3 separate regions of the Rattus norvegicus genome follow, and regions 2 and 3 are each linked to region 1. The links are chromatin contacts, called in public Hi-C maps. All regions are on one chromosome and are shown on one strand. Each heading gives the region's core, a stretch centred on a gene start, on an enhancer-like site or on the middle of the called end of the contact. The rest is flanking DNA. Distances are from core to core; before and after follow the strand shown.

Region 1 (5,101 bases), core at 1,411-3,910:
CAATAGGAGCATGGAAACAGTAACATAGGAAATGTTACTAACACTGGCTACACTGGTAGAAGAATACTGTGGTTATTACATGGCCAACTTGTGTAGCTGTTCAGAATGTACTGGTGTCTTAAATGATACAGCCAAATGCTGCCTCGTGGCTTCTAAATGCTCATTTCCCCTTCATTAAAAAGCATGAATTTTATGGTGGTCTGTTACATCACTTAAATGTATACTACTGGTCTTTATTTTCTAAAACTTTCTCAGTTGTTTTACCCAAGTAGTCCAGACACAGTATCAGCTACTGTTACCATGACAACTTCCTCTGATTCCACCAAGGAGCCAACAATCAGGACATTCATGACTGACTCATTGGCAGACCACATTCATAAAGAAGAGTTCATATAGAAACTGTTAGGATATTTGTGACAGAAGCAACTCAGAATGTAAGTCAATGCAATGGAAACTCAAGAAGGAAGCCTGTTTTCAATGACTACCCATGCTTGCCAAGATGTTCAATTCCCTTATGGAGAGAAGATGTGTAAGCAAGTGGACTGAGGGCTTATGGGAATGATGTATGTGATGCAGAGAAGAGGGTAGGCCGAATGCCAACTCCAAATAAATAGATTTGGAGTAAGTGTGTTATCTGGAAAAGATGTTTTAGGTTAGTGGAAATCAATGATTACTTCATCAAGATTTATTGCTTCAATATTTTAAATTAAAAAACCAATAAAGATTTAATAAAACTATGAAACAGTTAATGGAAGAATCTAACATAACCATCACAGCTGGACATTGAAACAGATCCTAAAAGGCTACCCTGTCAGATCTGTGTATGTTTAGCTTAAGATGCTGAGTACTGTGAGTGGATACATGCTCACGTGTGTGTCGCCTGTTTACTGCTCCTAAATCAGTGTGGTTTTTCTTTGGATAGTGAGGCGGATTCCTTGAGAATGGTAAGAGTGTGGATCTAAACGATTAATGTTGAAAATTATTAAAAGCAGAGTGAATCTTAACCTGGACAAAATAAAATTTTATAATAAGAAATGTTCATTCTGGTAATCTACACCTTTCATAATTACACTTACTGCTTAAAAAAATAATTTTACCTGATTCAGGACCTTCTGGAGGTGTGGGGTCCCCATCCGATCAGCAATGTGTCTATATGCTGGATGAGAGAGAAAAAATTTCCTTTCTGCCAGCATAGCTGCCTTAATGTCCTTCTTTCCATCTATGTCCTTCTGGCTTCGGTTGACCACCCCCACATAGCCTGAAACGAAATACAAACCATGGGGTTTGGCACACTTCCTGCCATTTCATTCAGAGAAATGTCAAGGCTCTCTAACAGGCAAAATTAGTTTTAAGGCCTAAAGTCTGTGTCTTCCGACAACATTCCATCCAAGACCTCGCTGTTCAATAAATGCCATTGGTTTGGCTATTGATAGATTGTTGACATCGACAGGATACTATCCCTCACCTTTTAGAGCTTTGCATGCTTTAAGGAACTATATCTCACCTCTTGTATCACATAGCAGGCAAGTAAATATACTCAATACAAAACAGTGTGTATTTATGTAGCCTAGGATGGATATTTATAACCTTCCTTTGAGCTCCTTCCTTTCCCGTTTTCCGATTCCTGTTATTTTAAGACATAGTTCTCTTCCTGAAATGTTCTTTAATACAACACTTGGGAGCAGTGTGCCATTCCATATGAAGTATAGCCAACAATAAGTCATTCCCTTTTAACAGAGGAAGCAGTAGAGCCAAGCTTCCCTGTGGCTTGCCCGTCATTTCTCTGCCATGTTATCAAAGGCAGGCGGGGAGAAAGCGCGGTACCTTACCCCTGCGGAGAGGTAGCAGCTTGTTCTCTAGTACATCCCTGGCATCCGTCCCTTCATCCATGAGATCCAGCTTGGTGATAACGCCAATGGTCCTCAGGCCTGGATCAGAAACAAGCACAATTCTCACCATACAGTTTGCAAAAAACCTAACCAATTCTAGGGGCTCAAGTGTCCCAGCGCTACATGTAAGGCTCATAATCCAGGCCCTTCGCATCCCTGTTTCTCTATGGCTCTCTTTGCTTCCAGTCTGCGGTCACACATGCCTGCTGATTATCTGTGTAATAAGGGGGATGGGGGCTTACAAACCCACTTATCCAGGAAATAATTTCCATCCAAGAGAGAAAATCAGCTGAGTCACAAAAGTACATCTAAATATAGCCATGTCTCACTTGATCACAGGGATGTATTCTGAGAGATGTGTTGTGTGTAGAATTCATCACAGTTTTTGATGCAATCATCGTAGAATATATTTATGTAAAGTAAGTGGCATGGTGTAGTATCTCAATTGGGCCTCCCAATATAAGCAAGAGACACAACTAGCCTGAGATGTGAGACTGCAGCCAGCCTAAGGTGGGATAAGGTTTTATACTTGATATATGTGCATGCACATGTGTGTAGGGGTGTGCACATTCGTGCGTGTGCACGCAAGTGGACATCCAGAAACAACCTCAGGTATTGCTCTTCAGGCATCATTGACCCTCCCCTCTTTTTCTCTACCAATAAGCTCTCTTGTTGGCCTAGAACTAAGTAGGCTGAGCTAGTCAGGCTGCAAGTCCCAGGAATGCATTTGTCTCTGCTTTCTCAGCGCTGGGCTGGCAGGCACACAACACTATGCCTGGCCTTTTGCATGTGAGTTCTGGAGCTCAAACTCAGGAATTGTGAGGCAAGGCATGCGCCCTACCAGCTGAGCTATAACCCAGCCCCTGTCATCACTAGGAGGAGAAAGACAGTAGCTCTTAGTAAATAAATCAGTGACCCAGTCATACTATGACAAAGCTTTCTGTGCATAGGTGATCAAACGCGTGCTACCCTCCTTACACTGATAGAGGACTAGGCATATTCACAGCAGAATCACCACAAACATGAGGAAGGCATTTCACTGTGGTATTTTGAAGATGATGATGTCACTGGGCCCTAAGAATCTTAAAGTGCCATAACAATCTCACAAGACCACTCTCGTGCATATGCATCCCACCATGAATGAAAAGAGTTGTCATGTAGCATTGTGACTTTCCAAGTTACACACACAAGGCAAAGGATGAACGAGACAGGAATTTTCATTGTTTTTATTAGTATCCTTGCAGCAAAAGAAGCCTTTGGTTCGTAAAGAACCGAACACCGTAGAAACGCTCAGATAAAGTGGAGGTGAAAATGTTAGCACAGCGGTCAGAAGATGTGGTTGGTGAATCACCCAGAAAAAAAAATACCTTTAAAAACGAAACAAATGCCTATGAAGACAGGATGCCTGCACAATTAGTGTCCCAGAGAGGAGAGCCCGTGCCGAAACAGTCTGGGGTTGAGAAGATCCTATTCAAGAAAAATGTCCCAGAAGTGAAAGGTATGATTTTAGAAATTGAGTGCCCAGCACGAAGTGAGAACATAAGCAATTTGTCACATCAGTGTCAGATTTCAAACCACTAGAAACAGAATGTTCCAGAAATTCTGCCAGATGAGTTTAAAAAGGAAGCCGCATGGAAACGGTCGGGAGTCACAACCATCTCATTCTTCCCAGAAGCAAACTGGAAACCCAAAAGCAACAGAGAAATTGTTTCAAAATTCAGAAGGAAAAAAATAACCTAGGGTCTCATTTATCAATAAATGTGACAGAGTGGGGAAAAAATCTTACTACAGTCTCACAAAATCCAAGAATATCTAAGCTCCTTTTATTTTTTTAGGTACCTTGTAAAGTGTGTACCCTACAAAACAAGGGAGTGATTTGAAGAAGTGAGAACCAGGAGCCCTGTGCTATCTTCTGCAGTAGGGTTGCACCCCTTTTTACGGGAAGCCACCAAGGCCAATGGCAATAGCCTATATTGGTTTTTGGGGGAGGAGGTCTCTTGAACTCCCACTCCATTAACTCAAAGGGTTTTTCATGCCTGCCACTGAGGTTTTTGTTGGATAGTCAATAGTTCTGGGGAGGAGCGCTGTCCCCTGAAACGTCATAATTTTAATTAAACATATATGCATATATTATATGTAATTTTTAAGTAAATATAAAATGACTCAGTATGGCTTTATACCTCCTCCTCCCTTCTTCTTTTGGGTTTGGAATCAAATATGCACCTCTGTTCAAGTGCACTTAGATATGGAAGAGTGACTTTTAGGTTTTCTTCCTCCGCTCTACAAAGTCAAATAAAAGTGCAAAGCTTTTAAATTCCGAGAAGCAGCACTGTGAGCCTATTACATTAGAGACAGGGACGCAAATACCAACCGCAACAGCTATGTAGGTTGAGTGGGTACTTCCGGGAACAGGGAATCAGGAATCAGGAGGGATGGAGCCAAATATAAATATATGTATATATGCGATATAATATGTAATATTAATATGTAATATAATAAATATATCTTAAATGTGTATGTATGTGTGTGACTTTAAGGAATATGTATGTATAATTTTAATTTTTAAAAACTAGTCATAAAGCATCTCTTTCCTACTGTACTTCTGCAAAGGCAGCCCAGTCCTCTCTCAGTGAGGTAGCATACCAGAAATGGAGAAGAGGCCTATTTTCTTTTTCTTCACATTTGGTTCTGCAAATAGGCAGCTTAAAATAATCAATGAATAAACTCCTGCTGGCAGAGGCAAGGCCTGAATTGATGGATCTCAAAAAGCCATTGTCAAAGGAGATTTCAAAGGCTTCCCAGGCAAGCCCCTGGGAATTTAAAGACCTGCATAAAACAAAACACATTGTCGATCCCTGATCCTGTGCCAGTCTCATTAGGAACTCGAAACAAAAACCATATGAGATACAATGACACAGGTTGAGGCAGAGTGAGAGGAAAATACACTTGCCTGGGGACACAGCCTCTACCCGTGGAGCTGGAGTTCGCTAAATCCAACAACCTTGTTCCATGGTTAATCCGACTAATTCTTCTGCGCCTCAGTTCTCAGATTCTATAAGTAACAGCCACTTCTCTATAGATAGAACTAGGTAACGCCTCCAAGTCAGAATTCTGGAGATGGGAGTGATTTCCAGATGGGAAGAGGTATCTTTAGTGGTAAGTGAAGAGCTAGCTACAGTTAAGAACACTCCTTACACACTTGAGAAAACAAA
Region 2 (5,101 bases), core at 812-3,311, 330 kb before region 1:
AGCTGCTTCTGCTTTCCCAAGCTGGTTAGCTGCTCACCGCCCTGGGGTGGCCTGTGGCCTCGTTCTCGGCCCAAGTCACATTTGGACTCTGGTAAGTGAGAACTCTGTGGGCCTCCCACTCTTTTAAAATTACCAAATAAACAGCTCCTTGAGGCCTCAGGCAGCCTTTGTGTACGTAGCTTAAAATACTCTTTTTATGTTTAAAAGAGAAAAAGGCAGACAGAAGAAACTGTCTCTTGGCTCGAACTTGCTCTCTGTTGCTTTCTACCGAGTTCACGCAGGAGAAGAAAATTCCGAGCCAAACAGCCTGAAGGATCAACTTTCAGTAGGTGTGGGGCAGTTTGAAAGGGGACGTTTTAAACTGTGCACGCAGACCCTCCCCAGCATCTTCTTGGTGACTTTCACGTTTCAAGGGCAGGATGATGACTGACTTGCAATTGGTCATGACTGAAAGGCATGGGTTTCAATGAAGTTGCTATTGGAGCTGAAAACTGGACCTGATATAAAGCACCATGAAATTTGATTAAAAGCAGTAAGGGAAGTGGCAGTGCATAGATTTACCTCACCTGCAGCCTGCCACCTGTTGATTGCCCTAGCTTTTGTTTGATCTTAAGGCGTTGATGATATTGTAACGGAATGGTGGCTTGCAGTCTTAGGCCACAGCGTCCATGAGGATAGCAGGTAGATCGTATGGTGTGAAGGCAGCTGGCTGTGCCCTTCCAATGTGGGGGGCATTTCATGGCGCAGTGGTCTAAGTTCACTGTGGTTTCTTCACACACGGACTCCAGTTAAAATATGGAGAGTGCAGAGTTGTTTTTCTTTTCAGTCAGCTTTGTATGTGTGTATGCTGCATGTACACGTAGAAGCCAAGGCTCAATGTAGGCTGTCTTTTTCTCATGATGATGATGATGATGACGACGACGACGACGACGACGACGATTGAGACAGGGTTTCTCTGTCTATCCCTGGCTGTCCTGAAACTTGCTCTGTAGACCTGGCTGGCCTTGAACTCAGAGATTCCCTTGCCTCTCTGCTTCCCGAGCACCAGGATTAAAGCTATGTGCCACGGCTGCCTGTTGGCTCTAACTTTTTAAAGCAGGTTTCTCACTGATCTAGGGTTTACACGTTGGCTGTACCAGCTGGCCTGCAAGCCCCAGAGGGATTGTTACTGCTTCCATTGTGTTGGGCTTCTGGATCTTTTTCATGTGGGCTGTGAGGATTGGAAGTGTGGTGATCATGTTTATATAGCATCTCTACTGGCCTCCGTTTTTAGCAATCTTAACTCCCTGCGTGGTTCATCTAAAGACAGAAATGGATTTATAGTTGGGCAAGCATCCATCCTTATTTATATCGTCCTTGTTTGTTGAGTTATAAGATGGAGCCTTGGCGTCTATCACACTCATTAAAATGTCTTAGCCTGTACATTCACAGCAGTGCTTTCCTCATAGTTATGGTTTGAACAGGAAGTGTCCCTACAGGCTCATGTGGGAATCCTGTGCCTGGATGTCAGCTGGGCTAATCCTAGACAGGTTCATAATTGATGGCCTTATTAGAAGGTGATGAAGAGTAGGGGAGAGAATCATGGGACATGCCATGGAGGGACGTATGTTGTTCCCTGTCCCTCCTTCTCTTTGTCTCCTGCCCTCCACATTGGAAGATGAAGGTTGGAATGAAGAGTTAATGAGTTAGTTGAGAAAGTGTATCTTATGAAGCACCTACGTACCATTAGCAGTATAGACACATTAACACGCTTTGGCATAGGATAATGATCTCTTACCTCTACTCGGGCCCAGAGCGATGGGTTCACCCAAGCTTGGACTGAAATCCTGTTTGCACTTATGTTTCCTGAGGTTGACATACATTTATTTAGTGGTGAAGCTTCAGGAGAGCTATTGCTCTTAGAAGGTCTAATTATTCCTACCTTTAGCTCTCTCTTCTCCATCTCTCAGGCGTTCTCGGCTTTTTGAGCAAGGAACTGGAGAGCACAGACACCTCTCTGTGCTGTCAAGAGGAGACTGCAGCGGTACCTCTTGGTTAGACACCGAAGCAGGTGGGAGAGCCCCCCATGCTTTCAGTACCAGGATGCCTGTCTCCGACACTTGAATGATTCAGAATCTTGCAGCATGTATTCTATTAGGAAGGAGCACTTTGGGTTTTGATTGGCCGGGACGCATTCCATTGTCTCTTTGTCAGACATCACAATTGCTACCTTCTGGAACATTAGGTCATGGTTGGAGCAAATGGATTAATGCTGTCAAGATCTCAGCTAGCTGCATCAGCACTTGAGTCCTTAATGCTTTCCCCCAGGAAGATGACCAAGCTTTTTTTCTTATCATAACAATATGCGATAACTGCTTATTTGGTTATTTTACAAGCTGCTTCTGGTTCTGGTACTTCTCTGGTACTCCTGCTGACTAAGATACTATTATGAATCCCAGAGACATCTGATACATAGAGATGGCTATGTAGGGAATATGGTGGCTTTTAAAAGAAGCACTGACTCCTCTTGACCATCCTGAGTTACAGTCCATCTTGAAGACTGTGGTACTACCTTTTCTCCTCTGTCACACGCGGAGTGTGAAGGTAGAGGTGAGGACAGAAAGTTAGCGATGGTTGAGGAAGTGTATATTATGAAAGAAATAAAAACCATATGCAGTAACCACAGGCCAGTGTCTCATCGGAGCATTTACTTCTATTCCAGTCTCTTCTCCTCCCACCAGACTCCCTCTGTTTTTCTTGTCTATAAAACTTCGGGAGACTAAGGCCATTTCAGTTTGATATAGTTGGAATTTCACTTTCTTCTTGTTCACCAGGTCAATTCAAATTGTACATGTCCAGATTATGTTAAGTACCAGGTAAAAGTAGGTGTGCATTTAAATTTTAGACAAAGTGAAAAAAATACCAAGGACTTGAAAAAAAGTCACCTGGGAGCAAACTCTTGCTTGCACTGGCAACACTTTGCTTGGCCAAGGGCTATAAAACCCTGCTGGTGTAAGGATCTATCTAGTAAAGATATTGTAAAATTCAAGGGGCTGGAAAGATGGTTCAGTGTCTAACATTATTTGCTGCAGGAACATGAGAACATAAGGTCCTATCTGAGCACCCATGTAAAAAGCCAGGTGTGCATGGAACCCCAGGGCTGTGTAGGGCAGAGACAGGAGGATCCTTGGGCCTTGTTGACCACCAGCCTAGCTCCAAGTTCAGTGAGAAACCCTGAATGAAAGGAATAGGGTAGGGAAGGATAGAGTGGGATACTAGGATGTCCTCTGGCCTATGTGAGTTCATATACAGATGCACACATGAGAGAATCTACACATACATACATACATGCATGTCAAATGATGACTGAGGGTAAGGGAAAGGCAAAAGGAGCACAGTCTGTATTTCACACCAGTTCAGTCGCCCTGGGTTACAGGAAAGCCAGCTGAATGCCTTGGTTTGCAGTCTTCATCATCTTCGCCAGTAACCCTGTTCATTAACCAACCTTGGATGTAGCAGAAGGGAGGTAACCCAGGGTATGCGACTTGAAACACGAGAAGCTGGCTTACATTTTTGAGTGGAGAATTTAATTCTTAAAACTTATTTAAGTGGCTTTCGTGATCCAGAGAAGATGGTTTTAATGATACGGGGTCTTCTTTTTTAGAATAAGGAGGTCCTGCCCAGATTGTCTCCATGCCTTCCTGCGCCAGGACTCCCCCGGGTCAAATGTAAATGGGACCCTAGTGAAGTAAAGGGAACATGGAGTCCTGGAGACTAGTTTGCTCTCTTGATGTGTAGTGTTCTGTTTTAAAGAGTGAAATGGGGCGTTTTCACAAGGGCCCTCATCCGAGAAGAGACAGCTCCTTCTCAACCCAAACTCGGTCCAAGTACATCTCTAAAACAGAAAATCACAAATTAAATAAGAAGCCGTTGGCAAAGCTGCCACACAACTGGCCGAATGCACTCTATCACTTTAAAAGTAAGCGCTCTGCTCGTATTAATTTCCTGCGGGTGAGGGGGGCAATAGTAAAAAAGAAGGACCTATGGCCTAAAATTTTAATGCTGTTATTATTTTAAGGACTGATGCATTAAAAAGTTTCCTCTTCCCTCAAGCTTCTACTTATCCACTCTCTTTGGCGTTTTACCGACATCTTGAAGAAATTGCCCGAGGTGCCAACATTTCCATTCTGTGTCGCGCATGTATTTTAAGCAGCATGATTTTTCTTCTTAACCCCAAAATTTGCCAAACAGAATATGTGAGTTTATGCGTTTCAGACCTACAGTTTCTTCTGTAATATTCAATTTTTTTTAAAAATCTCCTATATTAGTTTTAGGAAAATAATATTTTGGTGCAGTAATAACTTTGATGAGATTTCTGGAGGCAGGTTGAAAGGATTCAGACTTTCTAGATTCTAAATGTTAATTCTTTTCTTTCTTTCTCTCTTTCTTTGTATTCCGTTGAAAGAAATTTCATTAATTTTTTATTTAATTCAGTACAGTATCGTTCTCTGTCAACGAGTATCTGAAATCACAGTGTAATGTAAATTTTTCCCTTTCAGCTCCTAATATAGTAAACTCTACATTTCAGGGGCTATGTATGGTGTTACATGATAACTTCAGCTCTTTGCGGGTGGATACAGAATCAGGAGTTCAAGGCCAGCCTTGGCTGCCTGAAACCCTGTCTTAAAATATTCATTAGCGGAAAAAAAAGCTAGATAAATGAATTTCGCCTTACCTGGCTCTAATAAGTGTATTGTTTTTAACTTGAGACTTTATTCGATAGGAAAAGAAATGGAACACATGTAATTTTTAAAATATAGAATACTTTATTTTTTTAATTAAAGACATAGATCAAAAATAAAAGTTTTTATGTACACGTGACATATGGTGCAAACAGAAGTTTTTTTTTTTTTTTTTTTTAATAGCATGGGTAGATATGCTGTTAAACAAAAGGAGATGACTAGGTGATGGGGTTAGGATGGTCGGCCTGGAACTGCAGGAGGGGGTCTCCTAGTCAAAACAAAAAACGAAATAACAACAAAAAAGAAAAACACAGAGGTAGAGGAAGAAGACAATGTTTAAAGTATAAAATAAGTCCAGATAATAGCATGCAAAAAAATAT
Region 3 (5,101 bases), core at 1,165-3,664, 310 kb before region 1:
TGTGGCACAGAGTTTGCCTTTTGTGGCTTGAGGAACGTCATCAAGCTCATTGTCCAAGAGCTGTTTGTAGTAGGTGTATGAGCGTACACAAAATTGGGTCTAAAGATTGGATCACTCGGGGCTGGAGAGATGGCTCAGCGGTTAAGAGCACCCGACTGCTCTTCCAGAGGTCATGAGTTCAATTCCCAGCAACCACATGGTGGCTCACAACCATCTGTAAAGAGATCCGATGCCCTCTTCTGGTGTGTCTGAAGACAGCTGCAGTGTGCTTATATATAATAAATGAATAAATTTAAAAAAAAAAAAAAAGATTGGATCACTCACTAAATACGAGAAGTGACATACAGTCCCCCGTAAAAATAAGCCCTTTTATAATATATATGTATATATACATACGTAAATGCATATATACATATATACATACATACACACACTAATATACATGGAAAACGTGAATCAGGTTGTTGGACTTGAAATGAGCACATGAGGAGAAAACTCTTCACAATCTTTATTTGATGACATTAACTTGTACTAATTGAATACTTAGTCTCTGGAGTAAATAGAAATAAAATGAACTGTGCTAATGTTTATGTAGCTTGCTCAGTAGATCTGATGTAGCTTTCCCTCACAGCTATGATGCTGATATCCCTCTCACACTAACTCTGTCTCAGTTGAAGATGTTGGAAAGGCATTTTACAACAGCAGTGACCCGAATTCTTTCAGTAGACCGAAAATAAAAATGTATTTATATTGGTTTGTAAAATACACGGTTTGGGGGCCAGCGTCCAAAGTAAGTTTTGATTAAGCATTGCAGGTCAACTCATTTTGCATTTTTTCTTCCCTGGTGTGCGTTACAGGGCAGGATGTTAACAGGGATATGGACATAAAGATTGCTACTTTCTGGAAGGCTTTCTTGTTAGGACAGAGTCAGGCGAGCCGTGACAACAGCAGGTAAATGCTCACATAAGGTCTGCTAGGAGAGTGGCAGGGACACCTGGAGTCCTAGCCTAGAGTTGGTGTGTGCGCACGCGTGCGCATGAGACAGAGAGAGGGGGTTGGGGGTGGGGCGTGATTCTAGAACACGGGAAGTTGGGAAGTTGCAGATCTGACACTCCAGGAATAGGAATGGATGCCTACAAAGAAAGCAAGCCGGGACAAGTGCTGCTATTTAGAAAATGAAGTGTCACCCACCCTTTGTCACAAGCAACCAGTGACTTGTTTTGACCTGATCAAATGAGGAAACGACCTAGAGAACCTTTAGTTGTATGAAACTGTGGTGTTTACAAGACTAGATGTGATATTTTATTTTCTACAGTGGCCTCTGAACTACATCACTAGCAACAGGTAAGGCGAGGAAAAGAAGGGGCTGAAGAAGGCGGAGAGAAGTAGACTTAAGAACAGAGCCTGAGAAAACAGGGCTAGGGCATTTTGCAGCATATCGCCACTGAATTAAGTTAGGTGGCATGGCATTCCTTACAGTAAATTTATCCCCCCCATCCTCCTCTTTCTCCTATTCCTTAGAATCTTCTCCTCCCCCCTTTGGGACTTTGTACTGTAGAGCCCACTCCCATTAATAGTAGGGACTAAAAATCTTCCTTCTGACTCTGTCTCCTCTTCCCTTCTCTTCCGGGCCCTCATCTCCCTCCCACCTCAGGCTCCAGGAGAGGGAGGACCTGACTTTAACATCCAAAGGAAGGAAGTGAGGTTCTGAAGGAGGTGCCCAGAAGCAGCTATCCCAAGTGGAGGTTTCTACTTCCAGGGTATGCAATCCCCTGTCTCTGAAGTCATGGAAAAGAAAGGGCAGGAGCAAGGAAGGAAAAGACAGCAGTCTGCACCTTCACTCACTTCCGCTTTAAGAAAGATGAGAGAGAGAGAGCTTCTTGCCTTCCAGGCATTGGTATAGGACAAGGAAGGGGGTACTTTCAGAGAGAGTAACTGTGTAACTGGTTCAGAGAGGGTAGCTGTGAGCAGGCAAATTCTTTTTGAAAAATTGCTTTACCGTTACAAAATAAATGCACAGAGTCTGAAGATTTAGAAAGGACAAGGCTGTAGCAATATTTCCCTCCTGCCAAACGACACCTGCTGAGTCAAAGGCCAGTTTTAAGTGCACCACACAGTACTTTTTTGCCCTTTCAATGGCAAAAATTGGAGACAAAGAATTGCAGTGTACTGTTGGCTTACACAACAGTATTCTCAAAAACATCCAGCAGGGGGAGCTCTAATATACCTTTGAAGCTCAACATTTAAAAAAACCAAAACAAAAGAAAAAAACAAAACAAAACAAAACAGAGGGGCATTGTTTTTGAGCTGCCATGCCAGTGAACAAATACGTGAGGAGGAAGACCAGTTACATGCTCAGAGGCCAAGCGACAGCACTTGGGGGAGGAGGGACACGTGCAGTGTCCCACAGTGTCTCCTTGCCATGAGCCTGTAGCTGTGAAGCAGTTAAACAGGCAGGGCTGGGGCTCTCGCAAGAGAAGGGAGCGAAGCTGACTTCTGGGCAAGCCTAGAAGTTATTCTTTCCTTCTGAAAGGATCTTATTGTTTCTAGAGCAGCCTTGAACACTGGCTCAGAAACCACATTTTAAAACAGAATTTTCATTGTTGGTTGAAGGAGCTACCGAAATGCCAAATGGCTAAGTCCCTTACTCAGTGGCTTGTTGGGTGGTTTTCTCTTCTCCTTCAAGTCAGAAAAATGCTGTGTTTGTAAAAATTGGTGCTAAAAGGGCAAGAAATCATAGGTCCTCTGGGCCATGTAAAGAAGGAATTAGAGCTTTCAAACACACAAGCTCGCGCGTGCACGTGTACGCACGCACGCACGCACGCACGCACGCACGCACGCACGCACGCACAATGAACAATTTACTCAAGAAAACAGTGAGGAGTTTATAGACTGAGAGCTACCCTGTATTCTGGGCAGTGTTTGGAGGTGGGTGAGCGGACGTTCAACATGATAGAACAACTTCACCTGAAGGAAAGCACCCAGTGACCCGACCCCTTCTATTCTCTTGCCAATATGAAGGCAAAGTTTTTGTTTTACACCTTGATGGTATGCCCACATCTAAAAGTTTTATACAAGCTCCTGCACAAACTTTAACTAGACCAGTTCAGACCAAGAGGCACTAAATAGAGCCAGTCTAGACAGAAAATGTATGGAAACCATATGTCCTTTGGGCGTCTGTCTTACAAAGACTGCCATTGCCCTGGAGAAATCCTTCACAAAATATGCTCTTAGGAAAAAAAGAGAGCACACAGGGAGAAGAGTGCTTAAGATGACGGCTGGGCTCGGAGAAAATAGGGGCGAAGTGTTTATAAATGCGAGGCTCTGGTTTCCCTGCACATCTGTAAGTAAACGGTTTGAAAGGATGGGCCAAGGTAGATAACATTTATATTCCCATTGTTCTTTCAGGCCTCCACAGAACGTTAGGCAGAGGGATCTCCAAGCCACTCTGCTCTCACCCGCAGAGAGCTGTTTTGAGTAAGGCTGTACGTGGAGGAGGCCAGAGAACTAGAACATTCTCTTCTGATTATTACCTCATCCTGCTGGCCTGCCAAACACAGCTAGAAGGCAGGTGTCCACCATAAGTAACTAGCGAAAGGCTGCTCTAGAGAATGGTGTGTGGGACTAGAGAGAGAAAGGGAGGGGGGCTCCAAGGGGGTTGCAGTAAAAGGGGTGCTCCTAAGCCCCCGTTTTTTCCAATTTAACCTTGCCTTCTGAACAAGAGACACGACTATTCTGTCTTCCCTAGTCTCATCATTACACTTGAAGATATGCTTTAATTTTAACCAATAGTATTATAGATTCTGCAGAGGGAAAAAGTAAAATATGCAAATTACCATGACCCCCTCCCCCAGCATATTAAATGAAAACTGCCAAGGGCCAGGGAGAGCATGAAGCATGTGGACACTGCCGAGGTTCCTTGTGGCTCTTGACACTTTTACTGAAATTCCCCACTCTGCAGGGAAGGGGACTAGGAAACAGAACAGTAGGATTGATAAGTAGTACCAGCAGGAGTGCCTCCAGGTACTGTCCCCTCACCTAGAAGACTGAATTAACAGTATGTGCCAGATAGACTCACAGAGAAAGGGTCTTGAGTGAAAAGAGCAAAAGCAGTAAGATTGTGCTTTTAAGAAAACTCGAGAACCCTCAATATGCTTGTTCAAAGACAGTCACGTTTTAAAGGTTAAAGATTCTTATACTGGCTTTCAAGTATTAAATAGTAAGATGTGGATAGGGTCATTTAGAGTTTTGGAAGTATTAAGGCAGCTTAATTATACTGCAGGGCAGAACGCTAACCACTGCACGTCCCTGGACAAACAGTCATATCAACATCTACTCACTATGGATGCCTGAACTGAACCGAGAGCGTTTGGCTGGGTTAGTTGAAGTCTCCTGGTGAAGTTACGGGGTTTTTCCTCCAGTGCTCCTGTTTATTGGTGGTTCTGAACCTTTCAGCTGGTTTTCATGCTAATGGCTTGTGGTGCTTGGGTTTTATTTTGGTGTCAGGCTTGGATATGTGGGGGGAAAGTCCTGCCATGGTTTGTCTAGTGAACACACCCACTAATATCGCCTCAGTTTTTCACCTCAAAGCCAATAATTAAGATATTGTAGAACTTGTCTGACATGAGGGTTTATCATTTTAGTTATTAAAGTAGTTTCCAACACTATAGGGAGTGTTTTTAAAAAACCAGTGGATGTTTGGCTTAGATCTTTTTACAGCCTTTCCTCGTGGATGCAACCGTAGTGGCAGAGAGTAGGCACATCTTGCGGCGTAGGACCTGGGGCATGAGGCGTAAAGGAAGGTTTATCTGAAGGAAATTCATTCAGTCCTAAAATTATCTCCAGGACCACACTGTGAACCTGAAAGGATACACATGGTCCAGAATTTGTCTTGTGTAAGTATTCTTTGTCGAGCAAGCCACCCGCAGGATTATAAAATGCCCTGTAAGTGTTCCCCCTGGACAATATAGTATACATCTGTAACTGAACGGTTGGGGAGGTTAGGAACTCAAGGCCGGACGTGGCTATAAAGTAAGTTCAGGGACACAGTAGACTGTGCAAGACTTTGATTCAAAAACAACCAAACAAAATAGCCAAATAA

What was found. A called contact is a pair of places that touch in the nucleus more often than the background predicts.
Region 2: a Hi-C map of the A7r5 cell line shows a contact between it and region 1, with 4 times the contacts expected there. The contact joins the promoter of C13h1orf105 here to the enhancer-like site in region 1. A contact is called at or near these places in 3 of 12 Hi-C or Micro-C datasets (the A7r5 cell line, Schwann cells and mammary epithelial cells).
Region 3: a contact with region 1 is called in a Hi-C map of the A7r5 cell line, with 4 times the contacts expected there. The contact joins two enhancer-like sites. A contact is called at or near these places in 7 of 12 Hi-C or Micro-C datasets (the A7r5 cell line, frontal cortex, hepatocytes and 4 more) and 1 of 1 datasets of contacts at active chromatin or transcription factors (oligodendrocytes).

What each region holds. Positions count from the first base shown.
Region 1 is chr13:77,214,156-77,219,256 of GRCr8, forward strand. Dnm3 (dynamin 3) reads right to left here. Exons shown (of 21, transcript NM_138538.2): 5 at 1,830-1,928; 6 at 1,098-1,258. Among named protein-coding and RNA genes, the nearest start is that of Mir3120, 95 kb to the left of the region's middle. Within about 2 kb of position 2,661, at least 8 of the 93 cell types and tissues checked have an H3K27ac peak or open chromatin away from gene starts, as enhancers often do. A contact at or near this core is called in the A7r5 cell line, where this site is marked.
Region 2 is chr13:76,887,534-76,892,634 of GRCr8, forward strand. C13h1orf105 (similar to human chromosome 1 open reading frame 105) reads right to left here and starts at 2,062. Exons shown (of 8, transcript NM_001014130.1): 1 at 1,922-2,062. The coding sequence starts at 1,942. It also overlaps a transcript of Dnm3 not described here.
Region 3 is chr13:76,905,092-76,910,192 of GRCr8, forward strand. All of the region lies in intron 20 of Dnm3 (dynamin 3), which reads right to left. LOC102554129 (a long non-coding RNA gene) reads left to right here. Exons shown (of 4, transcript XR_010057247.1): 2 at 1-5,101. Among named protein-coding and RNA genes, the nearest start is that of C13h1orf105, 18 kb to the left of the region's middle. Within about 2 kb of position 2,415, at least 55 of the 93 cell types and tissues checked have an H3K27ac peak or open chromatin away from gene starts, as enhancers often do. A contact at or near this core is called in the A7r5 cell line, where this site is marked.